3 separate regions of the Mus musculus genome follow, and all the other regions are linked to region 1. The links are chromatin contacts, called in public HiChIP or PLAC-seq maps. All regions are on one chromosome and are shown on one strand. The core of a region is the stretch at or near the end of the contact, and the rest is flanking DNA. Distances in the headings are between cores, read along the strand shown.

Evidence for each region. HiChIP or PLAC-seq counts read pairs in DNA pulled down with a chosen protein or histone mark.
Region 2: an H3K27ac HiChIP or PLAC-seq map of embryonic fibroblasts shows a contact between it and region 1, with 14 read pairs. The contact joins the promoter of Cav1 here to the enhancer-like site in region 1. A contact is called at or near these places in 8 of 39 promoter capture datasets (the 3T3-L1 cell line, HPC-7-derived erythroid cells, cancer-associated fibroblasts and 3 more), 2 of 15 datasets of contacts at CTCF or cohesin (the NIH/3T3 cell line and pro-B cells), 7 of 484 Hi-C or Micro-C datasets (adipose-derived mesenchymal stem cells, bone marrow-derived dendritic cells, cortical neurons and 2 more), 4 of 115 datasets of contacts at active chromatin or transcription factors (bone marrow-derived dendritic cells, a colorectal cancer cell line, embryonic fibroblasts and 1 more) and 4 of 9 other capture datasets (adipose tissue, liver, macrophages and 1 more).
Region 3: a contact with region 1 is called in an H3K27ac HiChIP or PLAC-seq map of embryonic fibroblasts, with 16 read pairs. The contact joins the promoter of Cav2 here to the enhancer-like site in region 1. A contact is called at or near these places in 3 of 39 promoter capture datasets (liver, macrophages and maxillary cranial neural crest), 1 of 15 datasets of contacts at CTCF or cohesin (the NIH/3T3 cell line), 3 of 484 Hi-C or Micro-C datasets (muscle stem cells, nephron progenitors and pancreatic cancer cells), 4 of 115 datasets of contacts at active chromatin or transcription factors (bone marrow-derived dendritic cells, bone marrow-derived macrophages, embryonic fibroblasts and 1 more) and 2 of 9 other capture datasets (adipose tissue and pancreatic islet).

Annotation. Positions count from the first base shown.
Region 1 is chr6:17,245,896-17,248,494 of GRCm38.p6, reverse strand. No RefSeq gene overlaps it. Among named protein-coding and RNA genes, the nearest start is that of Cav2, 34 kb to the left of the region's middle. Within about 2 kb of position 1,299, at least 36 of the 459 cell types and tissues checked have an H3K27ac peak or open chromatin away from gene starts, as enhancers often do. A contact at or near this core is called in the NIH/3T3 cell line, adipose-derived mesenchymal stem cells, a colorectal cancer cell line and 2 more, where this site is marked.
Region 2 is chr6:17,305,025-17,307,623 of GRCm38.p6, reverse strand. Cav1 (caveolin 1, caveolae protein) reads right to left here and starts at 1,289. Exons shown (of 3, transcript NM_007616.4): 1 at 1,145-1,289. The coding sequence starts at 1,174.
Region 3 is chr6:17,279,885-17,282,483 of GRCm38.p6, reverse strand. It overlaps Cav2 (caveolin 2), which reads right to left and starts at 1,299. Exons shown (of 3, transcript NM_016900.4): 1 at 974-1,299; 2 at 402-589. The coding sequence starts at 1,123.

The DNA of each region.
Region 1 (2,599 bases), core at 50-2,549:
AATGTTGGGTGTCTTTTTCACAGTCTTACAATAAGTGAGGAGAGCAGCCAGGCATTAATTGTGGGATAATTAGCATAGGAGAGAATGTTTTGTATTCTGGGTGGGAAGCTTTCCAAATTCTGTAACCCTCCCTGGGGGGGGGGGAGGGGGACGATTACAGTTTCATGAACAGAAACACAGAAGAAAAAAAAAGGATCAGAAACATTACTCATGATTTTTTTTTACACTCATCTCAAACTTCAGTTATGTATCATGAGTTAGTCACATAAATTCCAGACTTAGGAGTGTTTGTGGGAAAATATTTTTATTCCATTCTTCTTTCACCTCTGTCAGATTCCAAACTTCCTTTCAAATTTCCAGCTTCCGAATAAACAGAACACCTTCCTCACTGTGGCCCACACCTCTTTCCTGGACTGCTCGGGGACCATAGCTTTGTACTCTGTCCCCACTCCAGTTTAGACTTCATAAAAGTAAGACTTTTGTTTAAAGGTGTCTTACAGTAAGAAGCATGCACACCCACTAACTAAGGTCCTCTCTACGTAGAAAAATCTCTTAGATAATTGCATCTTCTTCCACAAAGTGTTCACCACTTAGTGCGTGTGTTCATTTCCGGTTTGTACAGGGCTCTACTTTTTATCTCACTTTCTTGCATTGCTTCACACTGTTTCCTTCTCTTTTCCATAGCTTGTCTTAAAAAAGAACTAGAAGAGTGTTATTTTGTGAGAAAAAAAAAAAAACATAGTGGACTATTCTACTCACAAACCTACAAAGGAGATATGTGTATGTGTGTGTGTGTATATTTTTTTAAAAAATAATATTGGTTTTAATTTTTCCATGTAATATACTTGATATTTTTCCTCCCTAACTTCTCCCAGGTCCTTCCTACCTCCACACGCACAGAACTTCATGCTTTTTCTTTTTTTAAAATAAATAATGAAAAACACCCAAAGTCAATGCAAACAAACATAAAAAATTACCAAACCAAATAAAAACAACAGAAAGCTCACAGAAATATCATGGAAAAAATTTTTGTGTTGGCCAACTACAAGGATGGGGCTTGCTCTGGACTGTGGTTGATACAACCACTGTTACTCCATTTGAGAAAACTGATTTTTCCCCCTCTCCCCACAGCTATTGATTGTGTGGCAAATAGCTCCTTGGCTAAGAATGGAACTCTAAACCCAATTCCATTTCTCAATTCTGTGATTTGTTTGGCTTGAATTTCTATAGGCTTTGTGGATAGTGTCACATGTTCAGTGAGTTCATATATGAATCAGCACCCTGGTGTCTGAAAAATGCTCTTTCTTTGGAGTCATCCACCACATTCGACTCCTACAATCTTTTCACATCTTCTGTGGAGGAGTGTTATAAAACCCCAAATCTCTCATTCTGAGCATTGCTCAATTATGGATCTCTGTATGAATTATCATGCGCTGCAAGAAGCTTCTCTGATAAGAGTTGAACAATGCACTGGGCTATGGGTTGAGCAATACTATTAGTTGTTTTCTTGTTGTAGTCATTTGGCACAATATTAGGGGTAGGCTTCCTTCTGGGGCCTAAAACCTGTATTGTCTTGGTCATGAGCAGTATCAAGGATAGGTGCCATCTTGTGGAACAGGTTTTAAATCTAACCGAATGTCATTGGTTGCTCCCATAACATTTGCGCCAGGATTGCACATTGTGCCTCGTAGGCAGGTCATTATTGTAGGTCCCAGGGCTCTTAGCTGGGTGATTGTGATGCTTACTTTCCTCCTCCAGTAGCTTACATAGTGCCTTTCAGCGCCATGGATGCTAGTCAGTAAATGTGAGGTTTCTAGTTGGGCATCAGCTCAATTTCTTCATGTTTAACGCCATACATAAGTGATGTCTTTAGCAATGAGGCTTCACATCCGATAGTCTGTAATGTTGGGGGAGTGTATAGGACTCCTTTGGCCAATGACTCAACATGATGTAACCCATTCCTGGTAAGGGGGCAGTTTACTTGGAAGCATAAGATGCCTAACTGGGGTATTGTCTCCTCTACTGTTTGGTAGGTGCACTTAAAATAGTCCTTTGATCTATATATGTTTTAGGAAGCTTCTGCGGCAGTAGATTTCCTTATGGCTTTTGAAAAGGTCTTTAGTGTTTGCTGTCTTTCCTCACATTACCTCCATTACCCTCCCATTCCATCTCCATCCCCATTTAATCTTCCAATCCTAGTTTCTCCTTTATGCTCTTTCTTCACACTGTTTCTTGACCTTTCAAATAATCAGCCTTTTCTTACCACTCTAAATGTGCTTTGGTCATATCACCAGCATAGGCTCCATAGTCCTTTCGGGAGATAGATGAGATTAGATTGGCTGCCTAAACCTCCTTCAGTTCTGAGCAATAAGAAGGGTGCATCTATAAAGCCCATTTTTCTCAACAAAGCCAAGTATGGCATTATGGGTGTACACATACTTTCTTAAATGTGAATGGAAACATTAAAAAAGACCCAGAAATACCATGTTTATCTTGACCCAGATAGACACACATGGTATGTACTCACTTATGGGTGAATATCGGCTGTAGAGCAAAGGAAATTCACGCTGCAATCTACAGACTCTGAGAGGATAAGTAA
Region 2 (2,599 bases), core at 40-2,539, 59 kb before region 1:
AGGGGTCAGGGCGAAGTCCCATGCGCCCTCCTGCTCCCCACGGCTCTCGGCCCTGACTCCCCAGCCCAGGGGCTGGGGTTCCCGTTCCTCCTCCTCTGTATTCCTTCTCTCCGCCAGACCTATGACCCCACAACCTCACCTGCTCCGTGGTCCCTCTCTTAACCCTTAACACTGTCCTAAGGTCCCTTTCAACATTATCAAGATCACTCTGGACCAAACTGACAGACGTAATGGTCCCATCTTCACTGTCCCTCCGTGCTTCTTCCTTGCACCTGCCACAGCCCCTACCCCCTTTTAAAACCCACCTTTACTCCCTGGTTTTTCTTAGGCCGTGGGGGTGAATAAGTGGCTCACAATCTAACATACTTCTTTAGGCTGAGGCATGTGCCAAGACCTGTCACCCCCACCCCCATGCCCCAGAGGACATGCCATCTGAAGAACTGCCTGACCCACCCTTACTTAGATCACTCTCAGGCTGTCTACTCCAAGCTGAATCGTAGCCCTATTTGGGAACCGGGGTCTCCACGTTTAGTCCACCTGAGTGCCAAGAAGGAGTTGACAATGGCGGTGGTACTTGTGAGGGAGGAAGGAGGCTTCCCCCACCTCGGAACTCCCCCCGCCCGGGCCTCTCAGGGGCAGAAAAAACTATTGAAGTTCTCGAGAACTTCGCTAAGTGCAATACACGCATGCCGCTGCCCAAGCCAGCCACTTTAGGCTCCTGGGGGGTTGGGGTGGGGGGACACTGTCCAAATGAATCTCCTTCCCCCGAACACACACACACACACACACACACACACACACACACACACACACACACACACACACACACTGAGCAGCAGCCCTAAGCCTCCCAGTAGGTACGGGCTGGACCGCAGTGGGGTCTCGCGAACGTGTCATCTGGAAAACTTTTCTAAGTCTGGCAGACCGGGTCTCCTTCTTTCCCCTTTTGGCTCCATTGGTCTCCTCTCCAAAAGGAAGCCCTAAGACATTCCTAGCTTTTCACCTCCCCACCCAGCCCATTCCTCCAAGGTGCCAGCTCGAGTGCCGCGAAGGTGGAGAGCGGGCTGGGGCGAGGAAAGCAGTCCGAGCATTTGGAGTGGAAGATAGCAAAAGCAGGCACTTTGGAGCCCTCACCCAAGCCTACCTCGGAGTCTACGTATTTGCCCCCAGACATGCTGGCGCGTGGCTGGCTGCAGGCTCTGAGGAGGTTTCCCTGGGCTGTGATTTAAGAGAACTGAGGAAGGAAGATCTTGTATTGTATAGAGGGGGGAAAGGCGCTGGCGGGGGGCGGTGGCTGGGAGGGAGCCTCTTGGCTGTTCGCCAGGGGTTTGTTCTGCTCTCAGTTGGCTAGGACGTGCTCTGCGCCGGGTCTAGGCACATCCCCAAGGTTCTGGCAGCAGAGGGCGGGGAGTGCCGGCGGGGAGCTGAGAGCCTGTGAGAAAGCCTTCATCAGAGCTAGGCAGTTTGGGCAGATATTTTAGACTCGAGGCAACGTTTTCCCAGCTATAAACCTACAGAGAGGCATCCAGGGGAGAGCGCGTGTTTTCCCAGTGCATCATCTCAGCAGGGGTGGAGGGAGCCCAAGAGTCTGCAGAGATGCCCAGTATGGGCATCCGGCTCTGCAGAAAGAATTCTGCCCTGTCCTAAGCTGCCTCCCCTCCCAATTCGCCCACGTAGAACTGATCTGTCTCCTTGTTTCACAGAGAAAGATATAGAAGCGAGATGGCTGGGAACCTGAGGGAACATTTTTTTTTTTTTTAAATATAAACACAACGAAGCAATCTGTGTGGGCGCCTCTGCAATAAAGAAAATGAAATCCCTACCAGCAGGTTATACAGTAACCATAAGCACTTTGAGTATTTTCAACTGCAGAAAATTTTACTTAGAGGTTCAAGCTTGTTACTAGAGAGTTTTTTGTTTTTGTTTTTGTTTTTTTTGTTTTTTTTTTTTTTCTTGGCTCAAGATCGACGAGTTCGAACCCAGGGCTTTGTGTATTCTGCCTGGAGATTAAACACTCTACCACTGAACTACATCCTCTGCCATAGAGGATCCAAGCGCAGGAATATGTGCTTGACTGTGAGAGAATGTTTTTTGTTTGTTTGTTTGTTTGTTTTATTTTTTGACAAAGTAGTTTTTCTTTTTAAGTTAACAACTAAAATATCAGTTTCAAAAGCTGGCCAGCCTCCTTTGTCTTATTGTAAGGAAAAATAAGATAAACTATAGTTGCTTTTTACTAAAGGAAAGAGTAACTAATTAGAGACAGTAACTAAGCAGTTTACTCCCCACCACCTCAAGGATGAAAGGAAATTTTTACCTAAGCATTCCTATGCAAACACTCCCAATGCACACTGGAAAGGACAGAGAGTACATTTTTAAAATTGTTTCCAAGAAGCAGGAGCACGGGCTCATGAGAAGGATGAAGAGGAATCCCAGGGCTTGAAAACAGATAAAATGGAACCCTGAAAGAACTGATCATCTAGCTGGAAAGAAGACCTGAAAAGACCAGTAACCTGGGTCCCCGGCTGATAGGGAAGCAATTGTTAATTAATTATTTGATTAATTATAAATTTATAATACATTTTATTATAAATTATAAATA
Region 3 (2,599 bases), core at 50-2,549, 34 kb before region 1:
TTTGTTTTGCCCAAGCACAGATGGTGACTGAATAAAAGTCAATGAAAGGAGGAAAGGACCTGCCCAGAACCACAGGCACGAGTCACAACAGGCCCTGGAGAGAGCAGCCTATGACAGGAAGTGGCCTTCCAGCCCCCACCTCCACACTCAGCTCAGCCTTCTGCATGGAAGGAAAAATCACACCCAGGAAAGAGGCCCTTGCTTCCTTCTGTTTAAACTCTCAGCCGGGACTATTATTCTAAAGAAAGCACACTGCCCTTCAAGATTTCTCAGGTCTTGTTACCCTTGGGAACTAATGTAAGCGTTTTCTCTGCAAATGGGCCCTGGGAAATAGGAAGAGCAGAGAGCAGGTGGCAAAAACTTCTGTAAGCTTCAGAATCAACCCATGTGTCCCCTCTCACCAGATGTGCAGACAGCTGAGGGTAGCAAACAGGATACCCGCAATGAAGGCCAAGGGGATGGCCAGAAATACGGTCAGGAACTTGTACATCACATATTTGCTGATTTCAAAGAGAGCATGGCTGCAGATCCACACTTTGTCAAAGGAGTGTGTAGTCTCAGGCTCTGCAATCAGATCCTCGAAGCCTAGCTGCAGAGACAAGATGCAAGGACTCATGACGTCATCCAACCTGTCGGGGATAGGGTCGGGGTGGGGAGGGAACGAAGTTGGTGGGGGTGGGGGGTGTGGTGGCAGAAGCACTCTAAGAAGGGGAAGTCCGAAGGAAAGGCGACCTGGCTAGAGTATCTTCAGCTTTTCTTAGAGTGACACTGGGCACACAGGAGTTGGACACTGTGTGGCTGTTCAGGGAGCCTGAAGGCTGTGGGACCAGGGCAGAGTGCCAATGGAACCAGCATTAGCAATGGGACCAACCCCCACTGTTGGGGAGAAGGTCAAGAGTCATCCTCCTGCAGCATACAAGGGACCCTTAGCAGCCTCCAGCCTAGATGAGTGATAGCCCAGCCTGAAACTCACCTTGAGATGAGAGTTGAGCTGGTGAGGATCCCGGTCGTGACTCGAGTCAACATACTTCTCAGGATCTGCGTAGTCAACGCCACTGTGGTGGCTGTAGGCGTCATCGGCCATGAAGAGCTGCACATCGGCCTTCTCGGTCTCCAGCCCCATCGTGGCTGGCGTTGCAAGAGTGGCTCGGTCGTTCGGTCCCTAGGCAGCCCTGCCTCCCCTTCCCGTGGCGCTCAGCCCCGCCCCGCCTGGCTTCGCCCTGCCTAGCCTCGGGCTGCCCGGGCGGCGGCCGCTTCCCGCTGCCGGTTCCCGCTCCCAGCCTTGGCTGGCCGAACCCCGCCCCGCCCCGCCGGGCCTGCGGGGAGGGAGGGCACCTCTCCAGTTGTTTGCCAAAGCCCCAAGGAGCCCGGGGAACCGGCTCGATGAGTCATCTCCTGGCTTGGTGAAGCCGGGCAAAGCAGACCTCCCGGGCCACTTGGCTTGCAGTCCGAACAGGGATGCTTAAAGGCAGACAGATTGGTCAGGGAGGTGTGTGTACTGGAAGAAGGTCTGGAGGTGCTAGGGGGCAAGCATTAGGGAAGTCTACATGCATCTACTGGTTGGATTAGAGTTGTGGCACCTGCTCCTCAGAGCTATCCTGAGAGAATGAGATGTTAATTCCTAACTTTTACTTGGTCCCCAACTCACAGCAAGCATTGTAGCTGAATCGTGAGGCTAAGGCGTACCTTGTTGATAGATAATGGACTGCAGCAGCCCTTTCGTTTTGTTTTTGTTTCCCCAGAGTTGGTTATGTAAGTTGTTATAGGAGTTTGTTGCCATCATACCCCAAGGATAGGTCTGCTCTTCTGCCTCCAAACTACAACTAACTTTGGATTTTCCCTTAAATCAGGATTTTGTTCAAAGACTGCAGGAACTAATGCCGTGCAGACAGGTCTGTAATGCCATCGTAGGAGCAGCATAAACAAGCATATAACTACATCATGGTACATGGATAAGCCCGCTGACCATTCTCTCAAGAGCTTCAGTAGGGAGGAGTTGGCATAAAGAGTTTGCCATCTGGTAACCTAAAACTTTGCCTGCGCGAAATAGGAACTTGGTGAGTATAGATATGGAATGATGCTTTCAGTTTGCCCAGACCCCAAACTATAGTACCAAAGAATGGGCATTGCTCTGGACAGCCGGCTTTAGAGCCTGCTGCACAAATCAAATCCCTTGTAGGAAATGGATTTGAAGGTTTCTTTGGAAAAGGAAAGGCTATTTGGGGAGTAATACAAGTTACAAAACAACCAACTAAACAACCTGGGAACTGATCGGAGAACATATTTGGAAGGCAAAACTCTAAATGTCATAGTTGAATAGGGAGTGTATCTTCTTCCACTGCAGTGTGTGGGTCATCATGTCAGTAATGCAGAATGGCGCAGGGTTGAATCCCACGTCCTGGAGGCTTCTTCTCTCGCCCCCTCACCGAGTCCCGTTACTCAAGCTTCCCCCTCCCCCTGATTATACTTTTCCTTCCTGGTTTTATTTAAATCCTTTTTAATTCGAAGGGGTGGTATAGGCCTTACACTCACTGTTTTCTCAGCACTTCACCATCCTGCATTCATTCGGACTTTCTGAGAATCAGATAGGGTCTAGATG